2 separate regions of the Mus musculus genome follow, and region 2 is linked to region 1. A link is a contact called in public HiChIP or PLAC-seq data. All regions are on one chromosome and are shown on one strand. The core of a region is the stretch at or near the end of the contact, and the rest is flanking DNA. Distances in the headings are between cores, read along the strand shown.

Evidence for each region. HiChIP or PLAC-seq counts read pairs in DNA pulled down with a chosen protein or histone mark.
Region 2: a contact with region 1 is called in an H3K27ac HiChIP or PLAC-seq map of embryonic stem cells, with 10 read pairs. The contact joins the enhancer-like site here to the promoter of Eppk1 in region 1. A contact is called at or near these places in 3 of 39 promoter capture datasets (embryonic stem cells, liver and macrophages), 7 of 484 Hi-C or Micro-C datasets (the AML12 cell line, the N1E-115 cell line, brown adipocytes and 4 more), 12 of 115 datasets of contacts at active chromatin or transcription factors (the 3134 cell line, double positive thymocytes, embryonic hindbrain and 6 more) and 3 of 9 other capture datasets (adipose tissue, liver and pancreatic islet).

What each region holds. Positions count from the first base shown.
Region 1 is chr15:76,118,037-76,121,851 of GRCm38.p6, forward strand. Eppk1 (epiplakin 1) reads right to left here and starts at 2,159. Exons shown (of 3, transcript NM_144848.2): 1 at 1,073-2,159. It overlaps BC024139 (cDNA sequence BC024139), which reads right to left. Exons shown (of 16, transcript NM_001142968.1): 10 at 3,570-3,712; 11 at 3,388-3,490; 12 at 2,834-3,127; 13 at 2,423-2,647; 14 at 2,218-2,302; 15 at 1,967-2,100; 16 at 1,481-1,793. The coding sequence ends at 1,710. It overlaps Gm52196 (a long non-coding RNA gene), which reads left to right and starts at 23. Exons shown (of 3, transcript XR_003951574.1): 1 at 23-213; 2 at 536-660; 3 at 741-1,112.
Region 2 is chr15:76,156,445-76,160,259 of GRCm38.p6, forward strand. No RefSeq gene overlaps it. Among named protein-coding and RNA genes, the nearest start is that of Gm35087, 25 kb to the left of the region's middle. Within about 2 kb of position 2,082, at least 61 of the 459 cell types and tissues checked have an H3K27ac peak or open chromatin away from gene starts, as enhancers often do. A contact at or near this core is called in the AML12 cell line, the N1E-115 cell line, embryonic stem cells and 1 more, where this site is marked.

The DNA.
Region 1 (3,815 bases), core at 909-3,408:
TCCCAGTGTGTAAGATGCTGGCCTGTGGTTACCAGCCACTCCCTGTTGGCTTGTGGGTGACCTTGGGCCTAGTATGACTCTCCCCGGGCCCCGCCTCTTCCCAGGAGGATAGAAGAGGAGACAGTTGGCATCCGTGTTGGTTGTCTGGGAAGACAACCAGACACATGGATCAAGAAGTCAGGGTGTCCGAGGGGTACAGAGAGCTCCATCAAGGTGAGCAGGAGACCCAGGTAGTGTTGATAAAGGTAAAAAATCAGGGTCCTGGGCTTTGGGGCAGCAGCATAAGTAAGTCATGAAGGGGCTGGGGAAGGTAGGCAGCACATATTCCCCAGGCAAAGAGTTACGAGAGATGAAGCTCTCCCTGTCTCCCTTGAAGCCCACCACAGGATTCCCTAGGTGCCAAGAGGAAAGAGAGTCAGGACTTCTGGGGTATCGAACACCCTTTGTCACCACACTGAAGGGTGGGTCCCTCACCCCAGGCAGGGACAAGGATGGGCACAAGGGTCCGCTACAACTGTTGCTTGCTCTGTGCTAGATCAGAACAGAACTGGGAAGCCAGGCACATGGAGCCCAGCGCACATGGAGACTGAAAATCTGGCCTTTGCCCCCACTGAAACCAGCATCAAGAAGGGCCCCAGGAGTCAGTGACCTCGTGCCAAGGTTGGCATGATAAGCAAGTGGGGGTAGGGACGCAGCCCTGCCCCCCGACCCTCCCCCCACCCCGTCCTCTTCTTCCCAAGGATCTTGATACCACCCAAGGGCTATATCCCTATGGCTGCTCACCCTAGATGGACAAGGATTACAGCACCTGCAGGGCCAAACAGCACACCACACATCTGCTAGAAACCAACCCACACCCTCGCGAGACCGCACAGCAGCCTGGCAGGGTCCTCAGTTTCCCGAACGATCCCAAGACTCAGGGGCCTCCCACCTCCCATCTGAGCTCAGATGACCCAGGTAAATGGGGCCCAGAACGGTCCCGCAGCCCCTCACTAAGTCCGCCTGGGGCCGCTGGCCTCTGGTTCCCACAGCTTTTCAGTTTCGGTTCTCCAAACTGCCCTCATTTCCTCACCTGTCGTGACAAGGCTGGCGCGGTCCTCTGTCTCTCCGCTCCCTCCACGCCGGGAGCCCCGCGCCACAAGCATTTAAATCGGCATGGCCCCTCCCTATGTTGACCCAAGTCCCTTCCCCATTGAGGGCGGTAGGCGGGGCTGAAAGCCAGGTTGGGCACCCCACAGGACAGGTGGAGTGGGCAGGTGAACACAAACTAAAGCATGGGGCAGGGCTACCTCTGAGCAACTCAAGCTGGGAGAGGCTGTTGAGTTGCAAAGTCCCTCCTTTCCTCCCTCCCTCCCTCCCTCCCTACTACAAGTCATTGAAAAAGAATGCGGGCCTGCTCTGGGTTGGGAGTGGAGAGCAACATGGGCTCTGTGGCTTTTGAATGAAGTTTGCAAGGGAAATGAAGACCCACCAAAGAGAGTTTCAGTTCCCCAAACTCCTCTTTATTGCTGAGAGTGAGAGACATGCCGGGACAGTGGCGGTGCACGCCTTTAATCCCAGCACCTGGGAGGCAGAGGCAGGCAGATTTCTGAGTTCGAGGCCAGCCTGGTGAGAGACCCAACCCCACTCTGTGTGCTCCAAGCTCCTGCTCAGTCCCTGAGCATGCTCTGCCACGGTTTCCTGTCCCTATCTTCTGGATCTTGGAGTCTTCACAGCTCCTCAGTGGACTGCTCTGAGGTTTTGACCTTGTAGGAGCTGGAGTCTCTGCGGTCTTTGACAATTGGCAGCCCTGTCTGCAAGGGGTGGCCAGGCTTCATCTCACCATTCAGCTCCCTGACATTTCCCACCCCCCTGGGGCTCAAATAAGTTCCTCAGTCCATCTGAAGGACCCAGCATCAGGAGAACCTAGCATCAGGAGGACCTAGCATCAGGAGGACCTAGCTCTGAAGCCCATCCCAGCTCTCACCTTCAGAGACAGGGGTCTGTTAGTGCCCATTTGGTTGGAGGTCCAGAGCCTCAGGGTGATGACCTCAGGGGCTGGCACACTAGGAGTCCAGCACAGGAACCTTTCGTGGATCTTCTGGCTGGTTCTCCCCTTTGCTGCTCAGAGATCCCATGTCGCTAGGCCAAAGCAGATGGCACACCTCTCCTGCCCATCCACCACCACCACCACCACACCCTGATGACTTACATGTCCTGTCCTACCCCAGCTCTCACCTCTGACTGGGTCATTTTTGACCAGAAATTCATCCAAAGCTGCCCAACCACCTCCAACACGAACCATCATGGCTCCTCGAGCTGCCTATGGAGCCAGAGGTGGGGGGAGTGGGGTTATGACACCAAGCCTTCAATACAGGGGTTGGGGCAGTTCCTGGGGCTCTGTCCTCCCCACCGTTACAGGCCCACACTCACACCTGCTTACCAAGGCTCCCTGGACCTTGGGCCTGCCTCTGGCCCCTGATGCACTTGACCCTTCTGGGTTTCTTGCTCTGACCACGCTATTGGGCTGTTTCTGGCCACTGGAGAGCCCTGGCTTGAATGTGATGGAGACCTTGTGGAGAGGCCCACGTCTCCCCCAGTTATAGCTAGGCCAGCCTTGTCCCACGCTGTCCTGCTCCTCAGTTGACAGGAAGCTATCTGCAGGATCCTACTGGGAAATGTTTCAATGCTGCCTGTGGCTTCGGGTACAAAGCACACCCCAGACCACTTTATTTTATGACCAAGTCAATACAGATAGTGTCTTTACAAGACCCTGGTGTATGTTGGCTCCTTGCTGGGAGGTAAGACCAAGTCCTTTTCATGTGCCCAGATCTATGGATCTATCTGCCCTTACCTGTACCTGGTGGCCCTGTTCCAGCCGTTCCCACTGGTCCCTTTTGTCCTCGCTCCTCTTGCTATGCTCTGGCTTCCTAAGACTCCAGTTCTCCATGACCTCTGACCACCATGGCCTCCAGCTCAGTTCTTTTGGAATCTTCCCCAGGAGGCAAGCCTTAGCTCTACTCGCCAGATCCCCAGGCGGCTCCTGGTCAAGACTCATCAAAGCCAGTATCTCCCTTGGGGCTCGAGTCCAGTACTTTGGGGTGAGGGCCGGAGGCATCTCCTCTAACAAGCTGTGGGCTTGTACCACCTATGCATTAGGGGGAAATGTTAGGGAACTTGGAGGACCCCATGCCAAAATTGCCCACCACTTCACCACCTCTCTTGAGCCAACGTCCTCATCCCCCAGAGCCTCTTAGAAGTTCTGCCCAGCACTTTAGGCCTTCCAGCACCTCCAAATGGTCTTACAGAGGGTGTGGCTCAAGGACAGATGTGTCCAGTATCAATAGGCTAACCCTGGATTGCTACACAGTTACAGTACAGGCCAGAGCCTCTGGCCACTGGTCCCACCTTGATCCCCAAGGGTTCCGCTTGGCTCAGTCTATGGGGGCACAAGACCAACTTCTCTACAAGGTGGCCCACAAGCAGCAGCACCCCTTCCAGGGTGTGTATCCTGGAGAAGAGATGAACAGCCATGAGCAGGGTAGAGGGCCAGTGTGAGTGGGGTGGGAGCAGCTGGTGAGCAGGCTCACCTCTCGCAGGAGGGGCTAGACATGGCAGCCCGGCAGCCCTGCAGGTCCATCAGCAGGCCCAAGTGGCAGGTGCTCCCATAGTCAGCAGCTCCTCTCCTTCCTAGCCATGACACTGCCAGGGTTTGCTGTTCCCACAGGAACTCCTGCCGTCAGAGTAGCCTGATGTACTATCGGTTTTCAGAGCGGGAAAAGTTGAAGGGCAAAGTCTTTTTGCCTCCGTGGGTCTCAGATCTTGAGCCCTCTCCC
Region 2 (3,815 bases), core at 832-3,331, 38 kb after region 1:
GGTGAAGACAGGGGCCCAGCCAGCAGCCTGGCCATCCAGTGTCGCCCAGGGCCCCAGGGCCCAACATCTTTTGACCAAACCTGAAAGAGGAACCCAGGGAAGGGAAGACGAGCCTAAGGTCCTTAATGACTCCCATCTATTCTTCTCTGACCTTCTGTGGCTAATAGTCCTTTAAACGGTGGCCCCATCCAGTCCTACAGCAAATGCCCTCTCTTGATACTGCACCACCCTCCTGGATATCTTGCTGACTCTTGTCATTTGGAGGATTCAGACTTTCCTCCTAACAGGCTCTGGAATGTGTGAGAATCAAGGCTGGTGAATTCAGCAAGCAGGGCTCTGATGGGGGCGTGGGAATCGTCCACTGTGTGCTTGGTGTTCCCAATCTGTTACGTTCTCATAGACAGAAATGTCCCTGTCCCAGCATTTGGGTACCTAGAGGCCCCATTAGGGAAGGGTTATACAGGGTTATATAAGTGACAAATGCCTGTAACCCCAGCATGTAGAGAGTTGAAGTAGGAGGGTCAAGTTCAAGGCCAGCTTGGGCTACACGATGAGGTCAAGGCTAGCTTGTGTGTACTAAGACCTTCTCAGAGAGAAAGAAGGAAAAAAAAATACAGATAAAAGATTCACCCACCCCCATGCCCCGTATGTCAGTTTACAGATGATGGTTGACTTCCAAGAGCTCCTGCAGATGAGCAATTGACTTTGTAATGCATAGATTTAAGAGGCTGGGCTGAGGAATGTTCAAGTCCCATCTTGCAGGTGCTTTTCCACATGATAAAGCTTTTATTCTGAGTGAATAAGAACAAGAAACCCTGTCCTTTGAGGAGATGTCCACGGAGACGAGCCACTGGCTGAACGTCGTACACACCTTTCATCCCAACACTCCAGATGCAGAGGCAGGCAGATCTCTATGAGTTTGAAGTCAGCCTAGTCTACATAGTGAGTTCCAGGACACCAGAGCTATACAGCGAGGTAGACCCTGTCTTAAAACAAAACATCTAGCAATTGGCTCACACTCCAATGAGGCTCTATCTTAAATAAGACGCATCTTAAATTTGGTGTTCTCTCAGTCACGTTGGGTCCCTTTTATCCCAGGAGTTGGGGACCCTCAGGACACCCTGCTGTGTCAGACAGGGAGACAGAGTGGGGCTGGAGATAAGAGGTTCTTCTACCTCAGAACCTTCTGGAGTGGATAGCCGGATACCTCCCATTCCTATCGAGGTGTGCTGTTCATTTTTTTGAGACAGGGTTTCTCTGTGTAACCCTGGCTGTCCTGGAACTCACTCTGTAGACAGGCTGGCCTCGAACTCAGAAATCCGCCTGCCTCTGCCTCCCGAGTGCTGGGATTAAAGGCGTGCACTACCACGCCCGGCGAGGTGTGCTGTTCTTTACGCCATCTGCCTGGAGCCTACAAATGCAGCTGACTGTGGATAAGCTTCCATTGCTGTGGGATGGCCAGCCAGGGTCCCACAAGGCACCGAGAGATCAAGGTCATGCTGTCCATGCTGAGCCTGAGGAGGGCGAGCCCTCATGAACTCGCCTGCCAAGCGGGGTTGGAGTGGCACCTGTGCTCAGTCCTCCAAGGGTTGGGCTGGGCTGGTGCTCAGCAAACATGGGAAGCTGCCTCCTATCCACAGTGGACATGGGACATAGTTAGCCTCAGAGGGGGACAGAGGGCTCGGTGGCACACCAGCAGACCTGATCCATGGGCACTTGCCAGGGCACAGTACATCTTTCTGTAACACTGGATATCACCTTCCCTAACCGCCCAGAGAATACAGAAGCCCTGGAGTCAGATCATGAGGGAGACAGCCAGGGGCTCCCCAGAACTTCAGGCACCACATGTGCCCAGGTTGGGGCTAGTTGTTTTGTTTTGGGTTTTTGGCAATCGCGTTTGAAATATTAATGTGTCACCCGAGGCTTTTACAGAACCAGGAAAATAAACAGCAGATAAAACACCCTTGGAAACAGAGAAAGGAGAAAGGTACCCCACCCTGGCAGGGCTGGGCAGTTCCCATCTGTCTGATGTAACAATTACAAGTGTTGGCAGGTCAGGGACGCCACCCTCCCCCGGAGCTTGTCTCCCCTACCAAGGCTTTATAATACCCCTTTGTTTGAGCTCAGTTAGCTGCTTCCTGGCTTGACAGCCCTCTGTCCTTTCATTCTTTTAAAGGTTACTTTCCTATTTCTTACACAGGCATTCAACAAAGTCCAGAATCAGCTAGAAACTCTTTGTGCCCCTTAAAAAAAAAAAAATCATACAAGCATTCAAGTGTTCAGCTCTGATCCTGTGTTCTGATCAAAGGTTTTAGCTCTACTGTCTTTCATCAGAATCTCTGCTCAGTCCTGTGGGAACAGCTCACCTGCTGGAAGCCACCAGGCTACACAGGTTCTAGGAGTTCATTCCAGCTTTACCCCACAGCCCAGGAATGTGGCAAGTGCGGGCACATCTGAAGAATGTCTGTAAGACTTCTCTAAAGGAGACATGGCTGTACGAAAGCCAGCTCACAGGGGCTGTTCTCAAATATGGCTTTGTTCTGGGGTTTCTTCAGTTAGTTTTTTTCTCCTAACAAAAAAGTCACTTCGAACAAAACAATATCAAATGGTGTGTCATAGTTAGCAAAGGTCAAATACACATTTTCTTGGTACTGTCCATGGGAATAATGCCATTTTCAGAAATGTCCCCGTCCTACGCACCTACTGCATTCTAAAAAAAAAAAGTCAGGGGACTGGGACTGGAGAGAGGGCTCAGCAATCACTGAGCCCTGGACCCAGAAGACCGGGGTTCAATTCCGAGCACCTACATGGCAGCTCACAACTCTGTAACTCTAGTTTCTGGAGATCCATTTCTGGAGATCCAAAACCCTTACACAGACACACATGTGGGAAAAACACCAGTGCAATAATAATTAATAATAACAACAATAATAATGAATAAAATATTAGAAAGTCAACCTTTAATTTGCTACAATTTTTAGCATTGGATTCTCAAAATATTGAAGCCGGGTGTGGTGGTGCACGCCTTTAATCCCAGCACTCGGGAGGCAGAGGCAGGCGAATTTCTGAGTTCGAGGCCAGCCTGGTCTACAAAGTGAGTTCCAGGACAGCCAGGGCTACACAGAGAAACCCTGTCTCAGAAAAACCAAAAAAACCAAAAAACCAAAAACAACAACAACAACAACAAAAAAGAAGTAATCTAAGCAACTCAGGGATCATGATATCTAAGTATATACAAATATGTATAAAATGTCCTGTCCCATTAAAATAAGGTATATTTAATATACAATTTAATATACATGATCACACTACCTTTTGTTGTTGCTGCTGTGCTATCGCTATTGTTACCAAGCAAAGTCTCATGTGTCCAAGGCTGGTCTCAAACTCCCTATGTAGCTGAAGATAACAACTTCCTTCTTTCTCTTCTTTTCCTTTCTTTTCCTTTTCTTTCCTTTTCTTTTCTTTTCTTTTCTTTTCTTTTCTTTTCTTTTCTTTTCTTTTCTTTTCTTTTCTTTTCTTTTCTTTTCTTTTCTGCTTCCACTGCCCAAGTGTTAGGACTACAGATGTCTTCTACCACACCTGGCTGGTACCTTAATTGGGATCAACCCAGGGCTTCCTGAATGCAAGACCTCTCCCAACTGAGCCATATCTCCAGCCTCGTGTATTCTTTCTTTCCTTTTTTCTTTTTCTTTCTTTCTTTTTTTTTTAGGGGGTGGGGTTTCAAGAAAGGGTCTCACTATGTAGCCCTGGCTGTCCTGGATCTCACTATGTAGAATTAGCTGGCCTGAAAACTCAAAGAGATCCACCTAACCAGG